2 separate regions of the Capsicum annuum genome follow, and region 1 is linked to region 2. The links are chromatin contacts, called in public Hi-C maps. All regions are on one chromosome and are shown on one strand. The core of a region is the stretch at or near the end of the contact, and the rest is flanking DNA. Distances in the headings are between cores, read along the strand shown. Region 1 overlaps LOC107842510 (transcription factor LRL2). Region 2 holds the start of LOC107842509.

What was found. Hi-C and Micro-C count contacts between places; a contact is called where the count stands out from the background.
Region 1: a contact with region 2 is called in a Hi-C map of leaf, with 5 times the contacts expected there. The contact joins the enhancer-like site here to the promoter of LOC107842509 in region 2. A contact is called at or near these places in 4 of 5 Hi-C or Micro-C datasets (bud, leaf and placenta).

Annotation. Positions count from the first base shown.
Region 1 is chr9:153,634,902-153,637,684 of UCD10Xv1.1, reverse strand. LOC107842510 (transcription factor LRL2) reads left to right here. Exons shown (of 8, transcript XM_016686403.2): 7 at 387-446; 8 at 543-1,010. The coding sequence ends at 725. Among protein-coding and RNA genes, the nearest start is that of LOC124887399, 20 kb to the right of the region's middle. Within about 2 kb of position 1,449, at least 3 of the 5 cell types and tissues checked have an H3K27ac peak or open chromatin away from gene starts, as enhancers often do. A contact at or near this core is called in leaf, where this site is marked.
Region 2 is chr9:153,362,620-153,365,566 of UCD10Xv1.1, reverse strand. It overlaps LOC107842509, which reads right to left and starts at 1,548. Exons shown (of 3, transcript XM_016686400.2): 1 at 1,413-1,548. LOC107842507 (protein WHAT'S THIS FACTOR 1 homolog, chloroplastic) reads right to left here and starts at 2,312. Exons shown (of 2, transcript XM_016686395.2): 1 at 146-2,312. The coding sequence starts at 1,616. The coding sequence ends at 393.

The sequences.
Region 1 (2,783 bases), core at 200-2,699, 270 kb before region 2:
ATTAATTTTCGTGTATTAAGTTCAGACAGTTTTTTTTTTCCAGGAGTTTATGGTTGCTTACTGCTTCGGTATAATTCTTGAACCCAGTAGCTCAATTATTTGGATAAATGGTTTAACTGGTGACCTATTTCAGTGCCTCTAGGTGATTAATCTTCACGTTAATGTTGCTATTAAATTTTGGGGCATCACTGTTGAATAACCGCTACTTCTATTGCTCTTTACCTTGTACCATCTTTCAGGTCATCAAGAACTCTATTCAATGTAGTTTTGTATTTCCTTATTTGGTTGTCTTTGCATCAAGTTTAACAATGTTTTTTGTCTGAACAGCATCCTGTAATTAACTAATCCTGCTGGAGACTTATGGGAACTTAATTGTGGTTGTGCAGGATCTCAGTAGGAGCAGATTGGGTGGCGAACCTGCTTCTATCCCATTTGTAAATCTTGAGGTACCACCATTCATGATCCAATTTAACAATTACATTACTAATCAAACTTTTGGACTTTTTATTTATACAAAAACTAATTGTTGGAGAATGTAATAGGTTCTGACTGATTTTCAGGGATGTGGCCATTACACCCTTGATGAACAACAGATTGAACCCCTTGAAGACACAATGGGAAAGTTGCTGGAAATGAATCCTTCAATGGCAACCCAATTGCTGGAGAGTAAGGGCCTATTTGTGATGCCTATGGCTCTGGCAGAAGGACTGCATCATCATGAATAGAAACTGAAAAAGCAGGTCAACATATAACTTCCCATGCAAAGTTAACGCAAAGTATTCTGAAGTGGTAATTAGGCAAGAAAACTATAGTACAACGTTTTTTAAGCAAAGCACAAGAAGATTTATCTTTGTACAGTTCTGCTCTCTGTCTTAACTCTAGCTTCATCTTACACTATCAAATAGGTGCTCATTATCTGCTTTATCTATTTTAATTAACAAACGTAAGGGATATTTAAATTTTTGTAAAAAGGCACAATTGAATTAATTAAACCTCTATCCTTTGACACATTTGTACTCCTTGACCATGTCATTCAAAGTGAGCAATTTTAACCTTCTGAATTAGGTCACAGTGGATCTGTTTTATTTTCAGAGTCTAAGAAAGAGATCCTTATATAGGCTTCTTTACTGTTCTTCTCTAAGCTGTCATTCCACTGAGATACCCCACTCTTTGTCAACTTTTTGTTACTCTCTCGGAGGCAGCACCTCCGGTCCAGGCACCCGTGGACATGAAACAACCCCAGATATCGACTTGATTTGTGCTAGACTTTAGAGCTTAGTAAATATTGAGATTAGTTTATACAATGTAAGACAAACTACTGTCTACTGAAGTTATCTATAACGAATGACATAGGCATGCTGATAAGGATCATTGCTGAAACCTGCAAAAGCGAACTTGTTTAACCAACGGGAAAGTGGCACAGTTGGGGTGCTTCGCACCCCCTCAGTGCCCTCCTATCCCCACTGTGTGCTCACGTGTGTGCTGGGTGATTAACAAACAGCGACAGGGAATGATGCTAATAAGATGCTCCACTTTCCTATATTGTCGCACAGTGAAGTGAAAACCGCTTATTTGCAGACATTTTCTTTTGATTCCATTTTTTTTTGGAATTTGTGGCGTTTATTGACTGATACATGATTTGGCAGAACTAGGAACAGATGTTCTGATCCTCTCTGCAAACCAGAAATTAGATAACTTAGAGGGATAATGTGTAAAAAGTGAAACTTAAATTTGAAATTGCTGTGATTTCTACTATATATGCTTTCCCCCCTCCTTGAGTTGTGATATTAAAGAAGTTTCTTCCTAATTAACTTGGAGTTTGGGAATCGTGTTGCGCTTCCCTCTTAATTACTTTATTCTAGATTTTGTCACTCCTAATCAAAGTTGCACTATGCTGTGACCTTACAATGACAATTGAAGAGTGATTAAAGAAAATAAAGTGGCCAAATAATAAAAAGATGCTTCCTTTGAAATAAGACAAAACAGCATCTTGCGTTTTATCAGGTCCAAATGAAGGACAAGAAAGGACGAAAGATCTGCTATTATTGTGTTATAATCATATCATTAGCGAGTGATAATATCGAATATGAAATCACTAAATTCTTGAACATGGGAACCACTTTTAGCAGATTCTCACATTTTTGTCCAGTTCCAAAAAAAGAGAATTCACTTCCGAAGTGCAACCCTTCAGCGTTGTTGATCGCTAATTGGAGCTCTGGAAGATGCTTTTGAAATTTTAGACCAAAGGGGAATATTTAGATTGTCAGAAATAATCTCTACAACTCTTTCAAGTCTTGGGGTAACAAATACAACGGGTGAAGTATGACCGTTAACCTGTAGTCTTCAACTTTAACTGTATATAACAAGGAAATAGAGATGCGGGACAGTGAGAATTAGACTCACACTTATCTGTACGAGGACTTTGGAGTCCGATCATTACAACTAGACTCTGATCAAGTTCATTGCTGCTCTCATCTCATTTGCTAGGTGTCGAATGAAGGGGGCGTCGAAATTGGCCCCTTCAGCTTTCTACTGTATATACAAAAAGAAAAATATATAAAAGCATACAAATATAAATGTCCGAATCAGAATTTGATCAAGATGGGGTTGACCTTTGTTCAATGCATTTTATTTTCCACTTTTGTTTACTCCACTTTTATATATATAGACAAACAAAAGCAAGGATTTTTGGACCTAAAGAAGTGAGTCAAAGAGGATCCAGTTCAAAGGAGGGGTGGGTGGTCCTAAGTCATCTAAGAATCAGACAATATCATTTTGTATTG
Region 2 (2,947 bases), core at 299-2,798:
ATTATAACAAGAATTTGCAGAAGTGTGTGGTAAAACCCAGATTCCGAGGCAAGTATAAGTTTGCGGAGAAATGACTTGATAAAGGCGACGGGAGGATGGGGAGAAGAGTAAAGACGAGATGAAAACAAGAGTTCCGGCATCTTACTTTACTAGTTTCATTTCCGTATGTTAAACAACTGAATCGTATGCACGGCATCGTTGGCTTCTTTTATCAAAGAAGGTCCTCAATGAACTGCAAAATGGAAATCCCGTCACAGAGACCCATGAAATTACATTGTGCTTTGGATTGCAAAACTACATACTAAAACTCCTTGTTCCGACATCACTAGCAATTCTACTTACACCCAGCTTGACTTTCAAGATGAAGCTAGCTTTCAAGGTTCTGCATCTTCCTACTCTTCCAATAGCTCCTTTTCACATTTGTCGTAGTCTAGATCATTATTGCTAAGTGCCATCATTTTCATGTCCTCCTGAACCATTTCTCTCTGCAATCTCAAGCGCTCGGCTTTCTCCCTGTGGCCCTCAGCAAGTAACTTAAGAAATTCGTCTTTAATCTCAAGAAGTGGGTCTCGTTCTATCAGCTCACCATCCTTGAATGCTTCCCTAAGCATTGCAGTTTTAATCCCACACTTCAACGAAGTATAGAATATCCCCGAATGCCTAGTAAATACATTTGAGAATGCATTTGAAAACCTATATTCATCACTAAATTTCCCTAAAATGGGGATAGGAATCCGCTTATAAAGAGAAAGCGATAACAACTCGTGGAAAACCCCCACATTCCTCTTCTCCATCTCTCGTGAAGATTGATCCAAATGTGATACATCAGCATATGGTGATATGTAAGGAAGCTCCATCCAATCTCGAATCCACTCTCTCACTTCCTTCCTAATGAAAAAACCCGGTGGAAGTTTCCAATTAAACGCTGGCCTAGTTCTGATCCCCGTTAACCTCGATTCTTCCTCAGCTCTTACCTCAATGACCGACTTTGCGAACTCTGGATTCCATTTAACCAACTGCAAAAACGATCTCCCCTCCCCAGGTTCACCAATCAACTTAAAATATTCTTGATATTTTGGTACTAAATTAACCAAAAAATCATTCGGGAACCCGAATTCCCTCTTAACCTGTACCAATTTATCTGCACTAACAACCTTGTCCTTAGACATCATCAAAAGTTTACATAACTTAGACACCAACAAAAATTCATTATCAACAAAAATCCTCTTCTCCTCTTCCAAGAATTGCCTCAATCTTTCACTCGGTCGAACAAACGTTACCGGTTCCGATTTGGGTCTGACCCGATCCATATATAAATCAAATAAACCCGGGTTTAAATCAAGAAAAGTTTTAATTTTAACTGTTAACCTTAATCTATCACGGCGTTTTTCCAAATAGTGAAGTGGGATTACCTGACCCGGTTCGTTTAACACTTCTTTGACAATTCTTGAACATTGATTACATTTTTTGTCGTTTTCAATTGCTTGATCTAACTTGGGGTCTTTGCGCCATGCTACTTTTAGGCTTGAAATTGATGCTTTGAATTGCATGAAAATGCCATGGGTTTTTTGGTTTTTTATTCTCAGTGAATGTATAAGATGATTGCTGAAGTACATTTTTTAAGTTTAGGGTTTTGGTACAATTGATTGAAGAATGGAAATGTGTAGAATTTTAGGGTTGTGGGTTTTTGAGTGATTTCAGGGCGACCCGAAAATAGGGATGGCAATGGGGTGGATTTTAGACTAAGTGTTGTGCGGGTTAAAATAAATTTTAAAAAAAATTTACAAAGTAATATAGATAAAATAAGCCATATGGTTAACATTTTTTTTTTTTTTTTTGGGTAGAGGTTAACATTTAAAATAATTATCCTACATAGTTATTTAATAATTTTGAAACTATTTTTTTATGGGTCTCTGATAAAATTTTATGGGAGTAGGTTCGCCTCTTCTTCGTCCTCGTCGTCTTCTACGGCGGCACTCACCTCTCTTCCTCGCCACCCACTTCTCCAGCGAATTCCCATGAGAGCGACCTCCCTGATAATAGATAACACTATACAAATCAAGCAATATTGCTTTATATTTTACATTAATTGTATAAAAATATTTAATAATTCTAACAAGGTTTTTTCTTCTCTTTTCCTCTGCATTGGGTCTTTTCTATTGACTTGAAAAAAATGTCTATATGTGCACAATATTTTTCTTTTGTTAAAACTTACTGAAAAATGTTTGTTGAGAAACTTGACGACTTCTTTTCTAAGATTCGTATTTCATGAGGTAACGTTGAAAAATATTTGTTGAGATACTTGATTGCTTAATTGGAAGGTAATTTTTCATTTGTATATTTATATATGCATATGAATGTATTGGATGTGTATTTTATGATGTATATATGTATGATTTTTATAATTATACATGTAGGTTTAAAGGTTTTTCTTTTCATTTGTATTATATATACATATGAATAATGTATTGGATGTGAACATCCTTAGAAAAGTGATTCGAACTTTTTGTCCTTCATTAAAAGTTTCTCCTTTAAATAAAATCGCCTTTTCACTATTTTTCTTAAATTATTCTTAATTATATTTATAATATTGTCTCCTAAAATATATGATAAGACTTTTTCTTAAATTAAAAGTCCTAAAATATATGATAAGAGATAATTTTAATCAATCATAGTTTACCTTAAATAAAATTATATTTTATTATAATTATACTCACTACAAAAATTAGCACTAATTTATTGCCTTATTTTTTGGCAAAAGAAAAACATAGGAGTATATTTGGCAAAATTAAAAAGTTGCCATTACTTTTAACAAACTAAAACAATTATACATTCAGTAGAGTCCTCATATATTGTCTTACTTTTGAAAAATAAAAACTGTTATTACTTTTGACCAACTGCCATAAAATTATATTTTTGGCAAAACAAAAATTATCTTATTTTTTGT